Linked DNA regions of Mus musculus: all the other regions are linked to region 1. A link is a contact called in public Hi-C, HiChIP or PLAC-seq and promoter capture Hi-C data. All regions are on one chromosome and are shown on one strand. Each heading gives the region's core, a stretch centred on a gene start, on an enhancer-like site or on the middle of the called end of the contact. The rest is flanking DNA. Distances are from core to core; before and after follow the strand shown.

Evidence for each region. Promoter capture Hi-C pulls out the DNA fragments that hold promoters and counts their contacts. A called contact is a pair of places that touch in the nucleus more often than the background predicts. HiChIP or PLAC-seq counts read pairs in DNA pulled down with a chosen protein or histone mark.
Region 2: a contact with region 1 is called in a FOXA1 HiChIP or PLAC-seq map of pancreatic cancer cells. The contact joins the promoter of Nqo2 here to the promoter of Pxdc1 in region 1. A contact is called at or near these places in 2 of 39 promoter capture datasets (both in embryonic stem cells), 2 of 484 Hi-C or Micro-C datasets (cerebellar granule neurons and embryonic stem cells), 2 of 115 datasets of contacts at active chromatin or transcription factors (embryonic stem cells and pancreatic cancer cells) and 1 of 9 other capture datasets (embryonic stem cells).
Region 3: a promoter capture Hi-C map of pre-B cells shows a contact between it and region 1. The contact joins the promoter of Ripk1 here to the promoter of Pxdc1 in region 1. A contact is called at or near these places in 6 of 39 promoter capture datasets (the C10 cell line, cranial neural crest, frontonasal cranial neural crest and 2 more), 1 of 484 Hi-C or Micro-C datasets (embryonic stem cells), 4 of 115 datasets of contacts at active chromatin or transcription factors (astrocytes, embryonic midbrain, extraembryonic endoderm stem cells and 1 more) and 2 of 9 other capture datasets (adipose tissue and liver).
Region 4: a contact with region 1 is called in an H3K27ac HiChIP or PLAC-seq map of embryonic stem cells, with 8 times the contacts expected there. The contact joins the promoter of Bphl here to the promoter of Pxdc1 in region 1. A contact is called at or near these places in 11 of 39 promoter capture datasets (the C10 cell line, the HPC-7 cell line, the SN4741 cell line and 8 more), 6 of 484 Hi-C or Micro-C datasets (the C10 cell line, the G1E-ER4 cell line, embryonic fibroblasts and 3 more), 10 of 115 datasets of contacts at active chromatin or transcription factors (T-cell acute lymphoblastic leukemia, embryonic limb bud, embryonic stem cells and 6 more) and 4 of 9 other capture datasets (adipose tissue, embryonic stem cells, liver and 1 more).
Region 5: an H3K4me3 HiChIP or PLAC-seq map of neural tube shows a contact between it and region 1, with 5 times the contacts expected there. The contact joins the promoter of Tubb2a here to the promoter of Pxdc1 in region 1. A contact is called at or near these places in 8 of 39 promoter capture datasets (the 3T3-L1 cell line, cranial neural crest, embryonic stem cells and 3 more), 1 of 484 Hi-C or Micro-C datasets (embryonic stem cells), 6 of 115 datasets of contacts at active chromatin or transcription factors (bone marrow-derived macrophages, embryonic forebrain, extraembryonic endoderm stem cells and 3 more) and 3 of 9 other capture datasets (adipose tissue, embryonic stem cells and liver).
Region 6: a promoter capture Hi-C map of hippocampal neurons shows a contact between it and region 1, with 2.5 times the contacts expected there. The contact joins the enhancer-like site here to the promoter of Pxdc1 in region 1. A contact is called at or near these places in 4 of 39 promoter capture datasets (cranial neural crest, hippocampal neurons and liver), 4 of 115 datasets of contacts at active chromatin or transcription factors (astrocytes, extraembryonic endoderm stem cells, pancreatic cancer cells and 1 more) and 1 of 9 other capture datasets (embryonic stem cells).
Region 7: a contact with region 1 is called in a Hi-C map of muscle stem cells, with 4 times the contacts expected there. The contact joins the promoter of 4930447K03Rik here to the promoter of Pxdc1 in region 1. A contact is called at or near these places in 3 of 39 promoter capture datasets (cranial neural crest, liver and stem cell-derived epiblast-like cells), 1 of 484 Hi-C or Micro-C datasets (muscle stem cells) and 8 of 115 datasets of contacts at active chromatin or transcription factors (craniofacial prominence, embryonic basal ganglia, embryonic hindbrain and 5 more).

What each region holds. Positions count from the first base shown.
Region 1 is chr13:34,651,291-34,654,042 of GRCm38.p6, forward strand. Pxdc1 (PX domain containing 1) reads right to left here and starts at 1,391. Exons shown (of 5, transcript NM_025831.3): 1 at 890-1,391. The coding sequence starts at 1,145. Gm15908 (predicted gene 15908) reads left to right here and starts at 1,633. Exons shown (of 4, transcript NR_105041.1): 1 at 1,633-1,938.
Region 2 is chr13:33,963,344-33,966,095 of GRCm38.p6, forward strand. Nqo2 (N-ribosyldihydronicotinamide quinone reductase 2) reads left to right here and starts at 1,316. Exons shown (of 7, transcript NM_001163241.1): 1 at 1,316-1,457. It also overlaps a transcript of Serpinb6a not described here.
Region 3 is chr13:34,001,023-34,003,774 of GRCm38.p6, forward strand. It overlaps Ripk1 (receptor (TNFRSF)-interacting serine-threonine kinase 1), which reads left to right and starts at 1,341. Exons shown (of 11, transcript NM_001359997.1): 1 at 1,341-1,684. It also overlaps a transcript of Serpinb6a not described here.
Region 4 is chr13:34,036,265-34,039,016 of GRCm38.p6, forward strand. Bphl (biphenyl hydrolase-like (serine hydrolase, breast epithelial mucin-associated antigen)) reads left to right here and starts at 1,377. Exons shown (of 7, transcript NM_026512.1): 1 at 1,377-1,505. The coding sequence starts at 1,399.
Region 5 is chr13:34,076,636-34,079,387 of GRCm38.p6, forward strand. It overlaps Tubb2a (tubulin, beta 2A class IIA), which reads right to left and starts at 1,373. Exons shown (of 4, transcript NM_009450.2): 1 at 1,238-1,373; 2 at 1-22. The coding sequence starts at 1,294.
Region 6 is chr13:34,093,812-34,096,563 of GRCm38.p6, forward strand. 4930447K03Rik (RIKEN cDNA 4930447K03 gene) reads right to left here. Exons shown (of 5, transcript NR_046184.1): 3 at 1,419-1,644. Among named protein-coding and RNA genes, the nearest start is that of Tubb2a, 17 kb to the left of the region's middle. Within about 2 kb of position 1,375, at least 141 of the 459 cell types and tissues checked have an H3K27ac peak or open chromatin away from gene starts, as enhancers often do. A contact at or near this core is called in astrocytes, embryonic stem cells, hippocampal neurons and 1 more, where this site is marked.
Region 7 is chr13:34,111,903-34,114,654 of GRCm38.p6, forward strand. 4930447K03Rik (RIKEN cDNA 4930447K03 gene) reads right to left here and starts at 1,370. Exons shown (of 5, transcript NR_046184.1): 1 at 1,292-1,370.

The DNA of each region.
Region 1 (2,752 bases), core at 141-2,640:
TGGGGGGAAGTCTGCTCAGAAGCTATATTGATCCCTCCTGCCCTACCGCTTACCCGGCTCTTTGCCTCACATTTTATTCTTCCCCCCTCCCCCGTCTCTATCAAGGTCTCTCTCCAGTTTCCTCCACTCTTCCAGTCCTTTTGCTGTCCTTAGGAAGCAAAGGGGAAGCCACTGCTGTTTGAGAAAAACAACAGTCACAGCCAACCAGGACCGTCACACGGCCTGAGAGGAGGCGGCCATGGCTAATCAAATCCGAATGCGGACCCGGCTCAGGGGTGGGGACCCTGGGTTGGCCGGACAGATCCAGGCGGGGCGGCCTCCTCCTAGGAGAGGTGGAAAAGATTGCTGCGTGGCACCTCGCTTTCAGGCTCAGCTGTCCCCGGGGCAGAATACAGATGGGGCCTCTACTGGGCAGGACCTGAGCAGCGATCATACCTGCTGCGATCACCCCAGTTTCGATACTCTATAACGGTCTCTACCCTTTCCAGCAAACCCATTCCAGCCTCTACTGGTTCTCCACAGCAGCTGGGACCCAGTAGCTGTCAGCTCTGGATGTCGCCTCCGCTTCTTCACTAGAGGCTCGTTCTTTGGGACAGTCAGGCGAGAGTCCTGCTGACCTTGTCCCTTTCCCCAGCCATCTCATTTATCCTCCAAGAGTGTGCGCCCCAGACTCCGTGCCGGTTCCCAGCCCTTTCTGAACGACCATTCAGGAAAGCCGGGGTCTAGGATGTCCTCCGTCAGGTGCCGAATAGTAGAGTTTTAAGTAACTCTTCCCGCGGACTTCATCGCACTTGGATGAGCTCCTCACTAAGTTCCTCCCCCACAAAGCCCCTCCCGAAAACCGCATCTCCCCGCATCCCCCGGTGCCCCCAGTCCCGCAGCCCCGCACCTTGCCGCAGCGGCGTGCGCGCCAGCTCAGACCGGTCCTCGGGGAAGGCATCGCGGAGGCGCTTGCACAGGCGGCCCAGGTCGGCGAAGCTGCGGTGCAGGTAGAGCACGCTGCGGTCCGACCACTCGGTGCGGATTTCGAAGAACTCCTCCTCATCGCCGCGCCTGCTGACGATGAGCCTGCGGATCCCGTTCACCCAGCAACCGCGCACGAACATGTTCACGAGCGACGTGCCCTCAAACACCGCCGAGGCCATGCCGCGGGCGGCGCATGCCCCTGCCGCCGGGGGCGCCCTCGGCCCCCGCCTGGGGTCCGCCTGGGCAGAGTGAGTCCTGGCAGGGGCGATCAGGGGTTCTCCGTGGGACGCGCTCGATTCCCGCAACGGCGGTTAAGAGTCCCCGTGGGGGAGAAGTTGGTGCCCCGCGAATACGCCGCAGCTCTGCGCTCACTCTGGGGCGGCTACGTGTGGCCCGCGCGCTCAGGGCGGCGCCGCCAGGAGTCTGTGGGACTGAACGGGCTGCGGCTTTATAAGGCACTTCCCATCGCGGGCGGCGACGTCGAGTCCCGGCTGCGGCGCCTCCCTCCTGCCTCCCGCTGACCCGCCGCGGGCGGTCCCGGCCCAGAGCTGCACGCAAATCGCCTCCTCCCTGGTCTGCCAACTGCTAGGCGAGGCTGGTCCTGCGCTCTCCCCGCGCGCAAGGCGACTTTCTCCTCGTTCCCACTCTGGATCCTCGGGATTCTCCAGCCCCGAGTTGAGCACTCTGCCAGGCCCACACGGGGGTGGGATCGACACGTCGCTGGAGTCCAGAGTCCCGGGGCGGCGCCGCATGGGGCGGGGACGCGGGCTCAGACCAAGCGGGAATCCGGGCAGAGGGACTGGTGCTGGTCCCCGCGCCGCCCTTGACTCGCCTGGTCTGGGCCGGGACTCGGGCTGACCCGCCCCGTGTCCCATCGGTTACCGGCGACTCCGCCCCGGGTCCTCCCGCGCATTCCGGTCGTGCCTTAGCTTGACGGAGGCCCGGGACGAGGCGGGACAGACAGACCAGAAGGCAAGACCGTGTGGTTCTTAGAAGAGGATCCCCAGGAGGGTTGTCCGCCAAAAGAATATGGGACAGAATTGTAGGAGACCGGGGTCTCCCCGGAGAGAGCAACTCAGGAGGAGCTTAGGAAGTCCCCCTTGGCAGAACGACCCACAGAGAAGGAATGTACCGCATGGCTCCCAATTGAAAAACAGTGTCTAGCATTAAGAATTGTAGCTTGGTTCCAGACATTCTTCTACCTACAACCTGGGAGAAAGACTATGCTTTTTATACGCTTCTAAATAGTCAGTGAACAAAGACGTTAGGCAACAGGTATTCCTTCTCTGGACCTCACTGACCCTGATTTCCGTTGACCGGTCATCCCCGGCAGGGGGCGGGTACTTAGATCGCTCGTGTCACTGCAGAAATCAGTCCTCCTATTTACCAAAAAGTTCTGCTCAGGCACGCCTATGCCAATCCCCACTACTGCCTGGAGCCATGTCCCTTCTGAAGCTGTCTCCTATCACAGCATCATCCCCAGGACCCCCCAGAAATACACTTTTTTAAGCACCCCATCTTTAGGGTAGAGTTTGCTGGGTGGGAACAACCAAGTCTCCAGTTCAGTTCGCTGCTGCTCGAGTGGCCTAGCTCTGTGAGGCTAGCCACCACTTTGAGTCTGTCATTCCTGGGCGCTGAAGAAAGTGTTTTCTTATTAATAGAAGTTGCTTCAAGAGATCTGGAAGTAAAACGAGATGGCAGAGTAAAAGCAGTCACTGTTGGGAAGTCACTGGTTAGAACACGCTATCTTTTATGCCGCTTAGATCATTCATTAATCACTTTTCTA
Region 2 (2,752 bases), core at 66-2,565, 690 kb before region 1:
TTCTTGTTCACAGATGCTGCTGTACTCCAGTCATGCATGATCCCACAGGGGCTGAGGCACTTACACCTGCATCTCTATTAGAAAATGTAGACCATCTCCAGGCCAAGGCTCACTGGCAGCCCTGACCCTGCCGGGGAATGCAGTAATCCACTTCTTAATATAAGGAAAATGGTAGCAGAGAGATCAGCCATACCACCATTCCTTGAATTGGTAAGATGTCACTGTGGATAGAAAGCCAGAAAACCAACAACACACACACACACACACAATTTTTCACCTAAAGTTCTACCAGCTCCTTTGCCCAGCTTCTGCAACTACTTGGTCTTGCAACATTTTTTTAAAAATTTTTTTTATTAGGTATTTTCCTCGTTTACATTTTCAATGCTATCCCAAAGGTCCCCCATATCCAGCCCCCCAATCCCCTACCCACCCACCCCCCCTTTTTGGCCCTGGCATTCCCCTGTACTGGGGCATATAAAGTTTGTGTGTCCAATGGGCCTCTCTTTCCAGTGATGGCCGACTAGGCCGTCTTTTGATACATATGCAGCTAGAGTCAAGAGCTCCGGGGTACTGGTTAGTTCATATTGTTGTTCCACCTATAGGTTTGCAGATCCCTTTAGCTCCTTGGGTACTTTCTCTAGCTCCTCCATTGGGAGCCCTGTGATCCATCCATTAGCTGACTGTGAGCATCCACTTCTGTGTTTGCTAGGCCCCGCAACATTTTTTAATTAACTATTGTATTTTTACCTATATATCAGTTTCACTGTTTTCTCCATTGACGACATCTGGCAAGAGTGGCTTACCGTGACGTGGACACTGATAGGATAGGCAAAGAATGCATCCTTCAACACAAAGATTGTTCTTTAACTCCTAAATCTTTGCAACCACTACTCTGATTCCCTATTCCTGTAATTTACTCTTTCAAGAAACAGAATCATTAAATACATATTCTTTGGTGATTGGACGCTCTTACTCTGGGAAATTCCCTGAAGACTGGAGCAGGATGTATTCACAACTCATTTCTTTTTTTTTTTTTTTTTTTTTTTTTTTTGATTGCCTAGTAGTACAGTGTTTTTGTGCTGATTTGCCTGGATATATTAGTGCTTGTAGAGGATGAGGTACAAAGCAGGAAGGCACCACTTCCCATCTCCCAGCACAGGCTTTCTGCCAGATGCCGGAAGCAAGGAGAGAAACTGGTTTTGCCCACAACTACTGGAGCCCAGCGTGGGGCAGGAACAGGTCAAGGAGACAGTAGGGGAGGGAAGATTGAAGTCCACTGATTGGGAGTTGTGGGGCGGGTTGTTGCCAAGAAGCCGCTAGAGGTCAGTGTGAGGGCGGGGCCGGGTGGGGAAAACGGCCCTGGGCGCAGCGGCAAAGCGTGCAGGCAAGCTCTAGGCATTCTGGCCCTAGACACTGGCTGTGTCACATTGTGCGTGTGTTCCCTCCAGGAGGCAGAGGTAAGAGTCTGTTCACTGCTTCCCTGGGGCATGCGCGTCCTTTCTGCAAGCAACTTTGGGGACTGGGGGAAATGCAGGACTAAAGAGGTCCCTTCCGGTTTTCAGCTTGCATATTAAACTGTAGACCGGTGTTCCCAGGGTGCCTCGCTCCTCAAGCCTTTAAGTATTTGCAGGCGCGTCCACACTGGGTCCAGGTCCTGCTTAACGTGAATGGTTGCGTTTCGCCAGCCCACTCTTGTATAGTGAGCAGTTGTGAGTCTCTGCATATTTTTTTAGCAAAGGGTAAAAATCGAAGTGAGCCAGAGCGAAGTTTGTGCAGGGTGTCTTCCCTTAGCCTGGCAACTGCGGTTTACTCTGCCTTAAAGAACACTGGCTCAAAGGAAGTATCAGCTTCTGTAACCTTAATGTGAAACTATCGGTTTCAGTAACCTGTAATTTCTGGAAATATAAGTAAGGAAGAGACAGAAGACTGAAACTTTGTGACTCGCAGAAGCCTCTAAGGGAGCATGGAGGGTGGGGGAGAGGAGCGCGATTGAGCAAGAGCACTCTAGAAAAAGATAAACTAAGTGAACACAGAAAGCAGGCAGGCAATGCTGTCACTACAGGATAACATGTCAGCTGTTAGAATGACCACCATAGAGCCTGCCTGTGTAGAAAATGATACAGTAAAACTATCAAAATAACTGCTGGATGTTGAGACATAATTATGCTTATCTCTAAATATCGTGAAGTTCTTTTCATGTGGCTTGTAGGTTAACAACCACACCTCCCCCACAAACAACACAACAGCAAAAACAAAACAAGAAAAAACAAACAACAAAACCTTGGTTAACTTACAGTTTCCACCTAAGGCGAGTAACTGAGAGTGAAAAGCCTGTATCAGGAGATTGTATCTATGTTCGAATTTCTTACTCTTCCGAGAGTTAAGTAAGAGGAAATTTCAACCCCATGCACCCAGCCAGCCACACCCAATTGTAATACAAATTTGTAAACTGAGCTGAGTAGCACAGATGAGGCGGTGAGGCTAGGGGTAGAGTGTAGAGTGTGCCTAGCAGCACTGCAAAGTCCGGACTAAGGCAGCTGTGTGCCTACTTGAGGGAAATCTCGGGATGTGTTTTGCTCATCTACAGTAGTCCTGGGAACCTTTGAAAATGTGTATTAACCTTAGAGCTATCTGCCTAAGATCTTCTGTTATTCTTGGCATAAAATCTTTACTCTGACCTATTTATCATCCCCCCACTCAGGTCCCTGGCTGCATCACCAGCCACTCACTTCAAACCAGAGCCCAGCTAAAT
Region 3 (2,752 bases), core at 91-2,590, 650 kb before region 1:
CAAGTTTGGTTCCCAGACTCACACCAGACAGTTCACCTGTAAACTCTAACTTCAGGGGACCTGATACCTTTCTGTGGCCTCTAGGAGAATCTGCACTCTATTATATACACACTCGTAAATAAAACAAACAAAAAACTTAAGGAAAAACAATGTACAGGAACCTGAAGAAGATAGCTCATGGTTCCTTCAGCAAAGTGCTTTCCATGGCAACATATGGATCTGAGTTCAATCCCCAGCACTCATACAGAAACAAACAAACAAAACTGGCCATGGAGACACCCCTGGTGCCTCTTGCCTTGGCCAGACAGCTTAGTCCATTCCACAAGCAAAAGGTAAAAGTAATACCTTGTATGGAAAAGAAAAAGATGCATTGTAAGAAGGAGCTAACTGGAGGTGGGCTCCTGGCCTCCCATATGTGGAGTTTTATACACACACACACACACACACACACACACCCAATCCCACCCGGAAAGAACTCCAAACAAACAAACAAACAAAAAACCCAACTTAAGTACATGTGTTTATACACTAGATGTATGTTCATTTGGGTACATACCTGTATGTGAAACTGATAAATCATACAGTAACCATAAAGGTTTTGCATTCTTTGCAGGAATGTATGTGATTTTCAGTTAGTGTACGTTTTTGTTAACATCGGTGAATGTTTGGGATTTGGGGGCATTTTATGTGTACTCTACATCAAAGTTGAGTTCCCCTAATGTCCTTTGACATTGAGCATCTTTTTAATGCTTATTTGTATGGTGAGGTATCTGGTAAAATGGCTGTGAATTTTCTTAAAGTGGTCGTGTGTATGGTTTAATAAGACTCCTTTATCGTGTCTTTTGTGGCCCTCTCTCTGTCTTGTCATATTTATCTTTTGACAATAAGGGATCACTGGACTATCGTGCAACTTTCTTCTTAATGACACCTGCAGCAACACAGTTTCTGCTTGGGGTTTCAACTACTATTTTCGAGGGCTACAAATTAATCACGTTTCTTCCTCGACAGGCTGCTGTGGTGGACGAACGATAATTTACCAGTGGTTCTGTCACCGTGTCACCTCTGAACCCACAAAGCTTGCAAAGGCCACTGTCGCACACAGCGCTATCTAGCGGGCCAAGCGGTCTCCGCCCTGACATATAGCAGCTATGACCGCCGTATTATTTTTTTTAAGGGCTCTCTCAGAACTCGCTCAGAAAGCAAGGCAAAAGTGCCATTCCTTCCGCCCGCGGGCCTCCGGGATGGTCGTGCTGCGAACCTGGCATGCTCAGTAGAGCTCAATGCCCAGCTGGGAGGCTGGCGCTCGCCCGTGCACACAGCCCCGGGGCGTGAGCAGAGGCGGAGACAGGGGCGGCCGCAGCCTAGCACCACCCCAGTAGTCCTTAGAGGAGGACCAGCGGCCCCCGGAACGGCCTCGGGAGCGCGGGTGTCGGTGCCGCTCACCTCCCGGGAGTCCAGCGGCGGTGCGGACCCGCGGAGGTGCGAGCTGGACGCGGCGGGAGGCGGCAGGCTGTGGGGGACCTGCGAGTGGCTGGGCGCCACTTCAGCACCGAACTCCGACCGGTCCTCGTCAGGGCCCAGGGCCGTCCCGGCCGGGCAGCCACGGCGAGGCGCCGCTCCTGACGTCCACCGCCCGTCCTTCCTCACCTAGGCCGGGGTACTTGGCCGCGGGAAGGCCTCTGAGGTAAGTCAGCGCGGGGGTCGAGGCCAGGGGCGCCGCCGCTAGTTTCCTCAGAAGCTGGTTTCCCGGAAGGGGCGGAGGCCGCGCGATTTCTGCGCGTGGACCGGAGGGCGGGGCTCGTTGTTTCCGGAAGCCGGGTGGCGGGCGGGACTTCAAACGTTCCCGGAAATCGAAAAGCGCGGAACTTGCTGTCATCTAGCGGGAGGTTGGACTCTTCTTGAGGTCGTTTTAGCTCAAGTCGAGACTGAAGGTGCGCCGTAGCCATGGTTACAGAGTGACTATGGAACGATTATTTTGGTAGGAATGACAGCTTCTTGAAGCTTTAGGACCCCAACAAGACTACCTAAATGTAACCTATCAACCCTGGACCTACCAGCTCTTTAAAAGGGTCTATTCCTGTTGTCTTGGGGCAGCAGGTGGCAGAGCAGTCGGTAGCTTTCATCGTTATTTTTGAGGTGAGCTGGCAAATCAGGAGTGATCTACGACCTCAACGAGAGACCAGTGTCAAACATCCAAGGCTTCTCTGGTCCTCAGTAGCATTTGCATTTATGGGTTGCTGCAGACCTTTTCTGAGTTGTGAAAAAGATAAGCCACATCCTCCTCACCTAAGCGTTGGACAGAGCCCACTGAGGATGGATGGTGCAGCCCAGGGTGACTCATTCTTTGTGTCTTGCAGATCATTTGATTTTCTTGCTCTTTTACTTTGTGCAAAGAGTTGAAGCTGTTTTAATCAAGAAATTCCACAAAAGACCTTTAGGAAAGTATTCTTTCTTAACACATGAAGACTCGATGGTAGAGTGAACTTTGGGATGCAATGACTTAATTGTGTAATTCTGTAGCCCCTGGAAAGATACTACTAAGGCTTGTGAGAAAGGTGAACTATCACAGCTGTATTGTATGTAGAAATATACTAGTCTTATTGAAAATGAAATTTGGGATGTTTTGTTTGTATGACTGACAAAAACAGTAGTAACAATTCTTAACTTTAATTTCCATTTTTCTCATTCTTTGCTACTTTGAGCCTTACACATAATGTTAAGCTTTCAAGATTGTAATAAGATATGTGCCCAA
Region 4 (2,752 bases), core at 127-2,626, 620 kb before region 1:
GATAATGTTTTATAACTGCTGACAATATTTTTAAAAAGGGCCTTAGAAGGTGAGGTAGGGGAAGAGGGGAAGAAATCAAGGTTCCCTTCATGGTTTTATCGCTTCAAAAAATGGGGTGGGGTTAAAATGGAGGACAGACTCAATGACATTTACAAATAAGTGATTATAAAGAGTTAAGAGCTAGTGTAATTGTAGTAAGAGGTATGATGTTTTCATATAGCATTAGGAAGCTAAGCCGACCTGAATACCCCTCCACAGCTCTGTGAGCCAAGCCTTTCTAACTTCTCTTCCCACTGTTTCCTCGTCTATAATCTGGGGTAAGAAGTATGGATGGAGAAGGAGCATATACTAATTAAAAATATAGTGACACACTTTAAGGCACCTGGCACAAAAATGACTAGTTTTTGGTATGAAGTATTGAAAGCTCCCTCCCCCCCCATTACTGGGACTAGTCATTGCTGGGTAATTGGATCGTGAGGACTCTGACTTAATCAATGGAGTTATCTATTAATGGATTCATAGTTTGTTGGTATTATTGGAAGATATAGGAGGTGGGGCCTGACTACAAGAAGCAGGTCACTGGGAGCATGCATGTCTTTGAACAATTTTTCCTTTGAACAGTTTCTTCCAGTTCTTTCTCTTCTCCCTCTCAGCCTGTTAAGTGCTCTTAACACTTAAGTGCCTCCGCTCCCACCATGCACTGCCTTTCCTCGGGCCCAAAGAAATGGGTCCGGATGACCTTGAGCTTAGAGCTCTGAAACCATGAACCTTTCCCCCTTTTACATTGTTCTCAAATGTTTGTCACAGTGGTGCATAAAGCTAACACAGCAAGATGTACAAATGATGAGTTCTTAAGACGTGCATAATAAATGTTGCTCTAAGTAACCTAAAGGCTTGCTACCATTATGCTTAGCATCAAGGGACCAGGGCTAGATAATGTGGGAAGTGGGACATAGTCAGGTGTAGTGATGCAGGCCAGATGTCCCAGCATGAGTCAGGAGGATCAGGAGCTCAAGATCAACATCAGCTAGAGTTCTAGGCCAGCTTGAGCTTTCCTTCCTTAACAGAGGCAGGATGGTCTGCTGTGCACTTGTCTCTCAGAGGCTCTGCTTAGATACCCTTTAGGTGAAGGCAGCACAGCAGGTGGCCCCGCCGACCCATATCCTTGGACTCCTTGGCAGTTGCAAGCAAGGAGCAGTGCCTACTGAACTGTCCACCCTGAGAGAGCTAGGACTAGAAGGACACGCTCTGTTTTTGTTTCTGGGCAGGCCTGACAAGGAGCAGAGCGAGCTCCAGCAAGGCACAGCGGGCCAGGGGCGGGACTTCGAGCTTAGCACTTGAAGGGTGGCATCCAGCCGGGCGCATGCGCGTTCCATGGAGCTTGTGCGACCTGGAGCTATGGCGACCGCAACAGTTCGCCCGGCGGCCCAGCGGTTGCGGCTGCTCCTCTCGCCCCTGAAATCCCGGATCTGCGTACCCCAGGCCGAACCCGTAGCCACCTTCGGGTAATGGCGTGCTCGGGGCAGCGAGGGCCACTGGCCGGGGAGGGATACGGACGCCTGGCGTTGTCGGCCCTTCCTTGCTCAAACCCCACGTCCAGATCCCGCAGAACTGGTGTGCGAGCACTTTGATGCCTGGGGTTAGGTTCTACGTGCTGGGTGGTGGTCCAGCCTCCTCAGTGCACAGGGAAGGAACTGGGGAGGAAGGAAGGGGTGGGGGGCTTGCTGGCCTCTTAGCCATTTGCTGGGAACAGTAATTATTCCTGCCAAATCAGAAATCTGCCTAACCTGCTTCAGTGGCAGGCAGGGCCCAAGTTTCCTGAGTCCTTTTGCTTGCTAATTTTAAACTTAAGTGTGCAAGACAATCTGCTTGGGAACCTGTGTAAATTCAAAGTCCCAGGTTCCCCTGCCAGAGAGTCGAGTGTGTGTGTGTGTGTGTGTGTGTGTGTGGTGATGGCCAGGACACCGAATCTTCACTTCTATTTCCCTCTACACTACACTCCAGCCCTTTGCTAAAATAATAACATTCATGGAGACCTGCTGTCTTGAAAATGGGTGCACGGTCTCAAGAGAATGTAAGCAGAAGATGTGGATAGAGCAGGCTGAAGTTGTGCGCATCCCTCCATGTTATACACATGCAGACATAGGCAGTGGTCGTGTGCAGTTTACTATCGGTGGGCCATTGACAGTAGTAACGAGCATTTGGAACTTTATTAGACCTGATGTGGAAACCAATCGTTTGAGCATATAATCTGGAAGTAGAAAGAACGGAAAAGCGACCCATTTTTTTGTTTGTTTGTTTGTTTGTTTTTAAACATTAGTAGCATGATTGTGTAGCTCTCTTAGTCTATATCCAATTCAGATTTCTTCTCTCATATGACTTTAACAACTTTTTAAATATACACGTTGGAAAACATATCAGTGACTCTGGTTGTATAAATTGCTAGTGAAGAGGCATGTTATCCCGTTTCCTGATTGCAAAAAGGGCTTGAACGAGGCTACTAAGGTTGTGTTAATGTCATGCTCATCGGCAACTTAATGGCTGTTGAGAGTCTCATTCACTTAGCTGCACTGGAGACCACTCTTCCTAAAAGATCTCTGCTAAGGTTTCCCTTAGTCTCACCCTGCATTGTTTTAGAAATACAAACGGCCTGTAACCTGAGAAACAGCTCCAGGTGGTTAATCCTGAAGCCAGGCTGCAGCCTCAGCCGCAACAGTCCCATGAAAACCTCTTCACAGCCAGTGTCCAGCCC
Region 5 (2,752 bases), core at 123-2,622, 570 kb before region 1:
CATCGCTTATCACCTCCCAAAACTGAAATGAAGACAATCCCACATCATGCTTAGAATCTCTCTGTCACCAGAAAGACAGCAGGGCAAGAGCCTAGTGGGCTGCGGGCCTCCATGTATTTGGGCAGCAGCTGCTGCTGCAGAGGGTCTTGGGAATGCGCAGTGCATCGGCCATATTATGACCACAGATGCAGGGCTGGGAGGAGCCTGGAGAAGGAAGTGGGCACAGCGGATCTCGCAGAACTGCAGAGGCAGCTGCTTTCTATCACTCCAGGCAAGGCTGAATGTTACACATACAGGCTGATGGATGGGAAAGGCAGAAGGGAAAATCAGGTGCCCCGCCCCCTGTGCCTCCAGGGATCAATGGCTGCTGGCACAGACTCCATGACAGCTTTCAACAGCCCAGTTTTATACCACTGACCTACATATTGGCTTCGGGTATTGACCCTGGCTAGGAATGTTCGGGGATGGGCAGTACAATCCTGAGAGGGCGTCTGGCAGCCCCGGGAAAAAGCTGGCCATCCTCAGGATGTAACCTCCATTGTGACTTGGCAGCAGGAAAGGGAGTGGGGAGGTTGGGTGGGCAATATGGCGGTGTTGAAAGAGACCATGTCCTTGTGCAGGCACCCGCCCACACCCATGTTAAATACCCATTGCTGTCTCCCCACTGCCGTCGGGTCTCACAGCCCCCATTCCAAGCAGTCTTGCAGAGAAAAAAGAGGACCATAATGTTTTATGTCACATCTAAACGAGCCCTTGTAAGAGAATTTGTCTAACACCCTCGTCTGTTGGCCCAAAGACACGCCTCTGTAACATCTGTCAACCCAATGACACTGCATTTTTTTCATTCAAATGACAGAAATATATATATATATATGAATTACATTTGACATGAGATTTTTTTCAATACATGTAGTGACCCCCCCAACCCAAATTTCAGACACGAAAAAAACCCAGACTAATGTCAGCTGCACCCCGCAGAAGGGCTGTGTCCCAAAGCAATGTAATGGACCTTAATTTAAGACACCCTTGTCGCACCAATCCTGGCAAGTTGGTCGGCTTTCAGGACCCGGCCCGCCCAGTAGCCAGCGGTGGAATGCGACACCAGCCGGGGCTCTTCTGGATCCCCTAGGCTCGGCCTGCTTCCGCGACACCCCCCCCTACCCCTCTCCCCACGCAACCTTGGGACCCTGACCGGATGGGACTACCTCATCCATTTCTTCCCTAGGGGTGAGCCCACCTTAGCGCCGATCTGGTTGCCACACTGGCCCGCCTGGATGTGCACGATCTCGCGCATGGTGCTGGTTGTAGAAGGGGTGGAGGCTCTTGCCCTCGGAGCAGTGCGTGGACAGAGGGCTAAGGAGCGCAAAAGACCAGTCGCCCTCCCCCAGCACCGCCTTTTATACCCGGGGACCGCCCAGTCCCGCTGACGTCATGGGGGCAGAGCCGAGGGGCGGCGCGGCTGGGACTGCGGCACCGCGAGAGGGAGCCGGGGCGCGGTGCGAGGTGCGGGGCACCCGCCTGTATCCAGCCTCCTAGGGTTATTACGCCCCCCCAGCCGGTCCTGCTGGTTTCCCCTCAGTGTCCACCTGAGGTGTTTGTCTACTGTCGAGACCTTTAGGTTACACTCTGGTTCTGCTCCCACACTGCTCATTTCCCACCACTCTGGGGACTACAGATGGGGCTCCTGCCTCCCCAGTAGCAGGACAGGTGTGGCCTCGCTCTTGGATATGAAGCCCAGAACTGAAAATGCATCTCTACTAGATGTCCTTTCTGAAAAAGGGTGCCTGCATCCTGGGCAGGACTTGAACTGCAGCCCGGTTCTCTCTTTCAAGTCTGCTTGGTAACTAAGGGCGAGTAGAAAGCCAGACGTGATACCGCTTGGGAGGAAAGAGGGGAGGATCAAGTGAGGGTCTGGACTGTTTCAAGGACGACAAGGATGCTATACAGGTCGATTGCTAGGTATAGAGGAGGAAGAGTGACGTTTTTCTGGTCTGGACTCTTGGGTCCTAAAAGCCTCTTAAAAGTCGAAATTTCTGCTCTCAGACACGTGTTGGAGCGAGAGAGCAAGGGAGGGAAGTGGAGGTAGCTAATATAGTGAGTGTGAGTTGAGATGCTGGTCTGAGAGAGACACTGGTTTTCATGGGCTGGGTAAGTTAGCCAAAGAACCTCACTGACAAAAGGTCACAGTGATCACGTTTTGGACACAGTGCTTAAAATATATTTGTTAAATGACTCACTTGTTTTCACTTTTAAAAATGTGATAACCAGGAAAATATAAAAACACGGTTGCAGCCCACATTCAGGGCTCACATTTCCTTCTCTCGGCTAGTACTGTCTGTCCCACAAAAGGCATCAACACTACCCAGATTCCTCCCCTCAGAAAAGCAAGGTTTAAAACCTGACCAGCTACAAATTGAGGAAGCCCGAGAACCTGCAGTTTTTCTATTAGCAGAAACCCTAGGCTTGGCGCTAGGACTGGTCCACCAGGAGTTACTCTTCGTTGGTCTGGCACAGTGGAGGGGTAAACAGGAGCTTCCACCAGTTCCTCTCGGGAGCCAGTTTCTTCAAATACTAAATAATTATAGGTGCCGTGGAGCTGGCTTTGTGAACAGGAAATGAGAAGGTGTATATGAAAGCAGGTTGAGTTTATGGAGTGAAAATGCCTTCATAAAGTCCAAGGGGATGCTGCTGTAAATGTGGATCTTGTTTGCCATGTTAATATTGGGTCATTTGCTGAGGTGGGAGCCACAGC
Region 6 (2,752 bases), core at 125-2,624, 560 kb before region 1:
ACATAGTGACTTTCAACTAGAGCTCTGCTTCCAGAGGATCTGATGTCTTCTGGCCTCTGTGGGTACCAGGCAGTCGTGTGATACACATGCATGCATGCATGCAGACAAAAAATACACATAAAATATTTTTTAAAATGTTTTTTAATGAGCATTCATAGGGCTGGAGAGATGGCTTATAGGTTAAAAGCCCTGATTGCTCTTAGGTTAGAGTTGGTCCTCAGGACTCAGCTCATAACTACCTGTAACTCTAGATTCAGGATATCTGAAACCTCTGGCTCCTTGGGGATCTTCACTCATATGCACATACTGACACACACATACACATACATGTGATCAAAAATAAAAGTGGATCTCAAAAAATGGAGAGGCAACTAAACCTTACTTACTCTACCAGGAGGCCCAAGTAAACACAGAGAAAGGAGATATACAGATATCATGTAAGGAGAAGAAAAATAGTTAAAAACCTCATAAGTATCTTTAGACCAAACAGTGAGTCCATGAAATAAGAGTAGAAAATTGGCTTGGTGTGGGGGCTCACACTTGTAATCTCAGTTCTGAGAGAGCTGAGGCAGAAGGATTACCGTGAATTCAAGGTAAGTCTGAGCTACATAATGAATTCTAAGACCGCCTAAGCTATAGAGGGAGACTCTGCCTCAAATAATAATAATAATAAAACTAAAATCTAAAGAATTTTTTAAAAAGATCTTGGGAACCACAAAATGTATTAACATCAACTAAACTCAATGGAGAAACTGAAAGAAAAGTGAGACAAGTCTTGTAGAAAGTGGAGTAAGAAGAACAGAGGATGGGAAGCAGGAGAGAAGCAGTAAGAATCACCTGAAAGGTTCAACACCAGACTGATAGGAAGAGATGAGCAGAGAGGAACTGGGGGAAAAAACTGAGGGAAACACGATCATGTAACAACTACCTGAAGAAAATAACTGAAAACAGGCTTTCAGATACAATTCTCCATGGGGTGGGGTGGTCTGTCATGGGGGCATCTATCACATCTTACAATCTAAGTACAGAGTGTAGTTTCTTTGAAATTAATTTTCTCAAGCCAGTTCCTTGCAGGGAAAGACAAAGATCTACACACAAAGAGTGGTGCAAACTAGAAGAAAGAGGGCTGAGGAAGTCAAGAACTGAATTGTGCAGCCCCTGTTGTGATATTTGCTATCCTAGGGAACTTTTCATAGATGCCCCGCATTGAGGCCTACAGTCCCTCTACTCCCTTTCCTCTGATCAGTCTTGGCCATCAAGGTGACAAAGGCCAGTCATCTCCTCTTTATCTGAAGACAACACTTCAGGTATACCCACTAGCTCCAGCTACCCACAGCTGGTGAAATGATAGCCTCATAGCCTGGAAGCAGAAGTCTGGTAGTCTAAACAACACCTGCTTTGCTCGTTAAACAACCGACCTGAAATTTTTAAGTCTTTTGCAGTGCATGTTGACTAAGAGCTCCTCCTTGTGAGACATGGTTCCCTGGCTGGGAGCTAAATTTGGGAGTGGCAGGGGTAGTCCAGCATTATCTGTACGTGGAGTCTGAATTCTCCTGTTAGCGCAGTGGTATTAAAAGTCTCGTTGCTCTTCCACAGACAGGTGGCTCCTGCTGTTTGTTGACTCCACATCCATTTCACTTGAGTCTGAATACAAGTAGAGGAAAATGAGTGACCTAACGAGAAACTTCAGCATACATCCCCACTATGTAGCTATGCTTATTCAAACAGAAAACAATAACTATATTTTTCAGAAGTGGTTAGACACATTTGCATCTCTAGTGATGTTTTGGTTTACAAACGATTGATAATCTAACACTGCACCATGAAACTTAAGTTTTTACTATCATGAAAGTTACAAAGATGAAGTTCTCACTACCAACCTATTTTCTTATCACATCCTGATTATTCAGCTGGTGCCTGTTAAGTGCAGCAAGCTGGCTGTGTGGGTGGGAGACAAGAGATGAAAGCCATGCCAAGTGTTTGCTAGGCTCAGTACCGGTTTTGATGCGAGAGAGAGAGAGAGAGAGAGAGAGAGAGAGAGAGAGAGAGAGAGAGAGAGAGAGAGAGAGAGAGAGAGAGAGAGAGAGAGAGAGAGAGAGAAAGGGGGAGGGGGAGGGGGATGGGGAAGGGGAAGGGGAGGGGGAAGGGGAAAGAGGGGGAGTGGGAGCGAGTAGAATATAACCTGTCTCCTTATGTGTGAAAAAAATTGGCTCAGAAGCGTTAAAGGAATGTTCCTCCCCACCCCTAGCATCACACAATACCAGAAAGAAAGGAAGAAAAAAATCAAAACAAAACAAAACAAAAACCAGTAATTGCATCTCCTGATGCTGATAGAGCTTTTTCTAGTTTCACATCCAAGCTGTTTCCTAGGCAACCAGCACCCAGCCTCCAGGACTGTCTGTCTGAACTCAGAAGAAGGGGGAATGCAGCCAATGTCTACTCACCCCCTCATTTCCTGCCTTAGTGATGATGCCACAGTCCTTTGTTGGGGTGTGAATGTGGCGAAAACAGAAAGCCCAGAAGCCTGATCGTGGGATTCCATTGCAAATGAGCTCTTTCCACTCACTGAAGGTCCAGATCCATTGAGAACCTTGCTTGTGAGAGCACTGAGCTCACTTCTATTTTTATTCACACCCTGGTTTTCCTTTTCTCTCCTTATTTTTGTGGGGGACCAAGAAGGAGTCCTCTTTATTCACATGACGTGGAACCCTTTGAAACCCATAAGAAAAGAAAGAGCACCCTCCACACCCAT
Region 7 (2,752 bases), core at 120-2,619, 540 kb before region 1:
CAGGTATCAGTAAACATGGCTGAAGATGCTCAGTGGAGAAAGGCAAGGGAAAAAAAGGAAAGAATTTGTGGGCTTACTGGTGGGATAGCATCTGAAAACCATGGAGATGGGAAGGGCAGGAGCTTGACAGGTGCTGCCGCCCTTCAGTCACTTTCTTAATTCTGTCTTGACGTGTTAATGTTGCAAGAGGAAGGATTCACTGGGCTCTCTGCAGATGCCATGAGTCACAGCTGCCATGATATTCAGGAGTCTCCTTTTCAGGGGACAAGTGGCAGCCCCTGCCCCCCCCCCCCCAAGCTTGCTACAAGTCTAGGATTCCTGACTACTCCTCAGGACCACTGGATCAGAACGTGCATCTGATGGAGATTCCAGGTGATAAGCAGGCAATTGCCAAGACTAAGGAGCCAGATGTGGACTCAGAAGATCTAACCTGGGTCATGGCTCATCATAAGAAACAAGGACAAGAGGAAAGAGTTCAGGGTGTAGGGCATTGGGGTGCTGAAAACCCTGTATTCTCCATTTCCTTTGCTCAAGGCTTGGCAGTGGGATCACCTGATAGTAATCCATGGTTTTCTCCACAGAATTTCACAATTTCATATGATTCAACCTAATACTCTGGAGAGTGTCCAATGTGTGACTCATGCCTCCCACAGTTACAGCGTGGCACCGATGTAATCCTGTTCTTTGACCTGTATGCAGCTGCGGCTCCAGAGGAGACACTGGCAGAGGTGTGCCTTTCTGCTTAGGGAGTCAGACTCCTGTAATCCCTTTCACGTCATCAACAATGACAAGCCATAATAGTGTCATACACTGCTCATTTGTGTTCAACCTTATAATGACTGTACAACGATCATTTGAGATGTATAGGTGAAGAAATGAAACCACAGAGAGGTTGAGTAAGTTGCTCAAAGTCACACAACTTGGAAGCAAGAAGGCAGAGCAACTTGATGCCCTGAATATTTCACAGAATTTCTGAAGAAATGCCAGACTAAGGCCATGGAGACTTCCAAGATCATGTGCTACAGTTTGGATCTGGGATGTCCCACACAGGCCTTTTTGTTTAAGACATGATTCCCAGCTTGAAGAGGTAGAACCTGTAGGAGGAGGGACCCAGACCATTGGGGCTGTAATGGCTCTTGTTTAATTTTACTGAATCTGAAATACTTAGGAGACAATGGCTCTGGCCATGTCTCTGAGGGAGATTCCAGAGTTGTGTTTGGGGGTGGTGCTCCCCTCACTGTGGGTGACACAGCTGGGATACAAGCTCTGAGGGAAAATCAGTGATGCTTGCCTTTGTCTCTTGCAGAGGACTCCAGTCCTGTGGCTCCCACTGCCGCTGCCACCATTACCATCAGACTCTGACTTCTTTCGGCCTTCCATCCTGGAACGAATACCAATGACTCACCAGGAATCTGGAGCCTTTGGCTCCAGAATGGAATTGCTGTGGTATCTGAAAGTTCCAGAATCCACACAAGACACCCCAAGACCAAGTTCTTAGCACAAAGGAGATTTATTTGCCTCAGAGGGAGAAAGGGCAAGGAATAAGAGACAAAGACAGGAAATGAAGGATGAGGGAGAAGGGGAAGGACAGAGAGTGGGGGAAAAGATATTTGTCCCAGATTGACAAAGGACTGTCTCTGGATAGAGAGGAGACAGATATGGCCCACCTGAACATGGAAGTTTATAAGGGAAAAATGGGGGAAACCTGGTGCTAGGTGAGGTGTTTTGTTTTAATTTGGGTATGTTAATTAGGTGAACCAAAGGGAGCTTTTAATTTCTGGATTTCAATATTTTGATAGCTGGATCTTGGTAGTTAGCCTCAGACAGAAGGAGTGAGGGACCTTGGAGACTAGCTTCAAGAATATAATCTGTTTAGCAAGGTAAAGGAAATAGGGGAAAGGCAAGGTCTGACAGCCATGTTTGCCATTCTCAGGTCTGTGTTTGCCATGCTTGGGCCTGCTAGAGCCCTTCAGTATCCAGCTTTGTGCTCTGAATAGCCTCTCCTGCATACATACAGCCTTTGTCAGGTCACCAGAACCTTATTATGCAAGCCACATGCATCTATGTAGACATACACTCACATTCACCTATTCTAGTCTTCTAAAGAACCTTTGGCCAATACAGGGACCTACAGGGACCCTGGTACCCTGGGACCCTGGCTTCCCCCTCTTCTCTTGGCTTCCCAGCAACCAGGAGGTATACTTATTTACTTCCTTTTTTTTTTTTTTAACCATATTCGCTGGCCATGATGTGCTTGCTCTGTTGCCACAGTCCCAAAGTAACAGGACATAACCCAAAACCATGAACCCAAATAGTATTTCCTCTGTTCAGTCCGCCACATTCGGAATTTTGTCTCCATCGTGGAAAGCCAGCTGGTCCAGAGGCAGTGGAAGGCTCTGTTAGGATGACTTAGGGATGTGGAGATTGCTCAAAGGATAAAGTGCTTGTTGTATGTGGTAGTCTTGTCAAGTCGACACACTGTGGAAGGGAGGCCTGGTGAAGAACTGTTGAGATTGACAGTGACCTAGTTAGCATTAGCTGTGGATTTGACACAACCTGGAATCACTTGAAGAGTCTCAAGTAATTATCTCTGTCAGGTTGGTCTGTGGTGTGCCTCTGTGAGATTGCCTTGGTTTTTAAGAGATACAGAGGCCCTTCTGACTGTGGAGGGCAATGTTCTCTCTGGGCAAGGGGCCCTGGGAAATGAAAGAAAGCTGGCTCAGTGTGGGTTTAGGGGTGAGTGAGCCAGTAG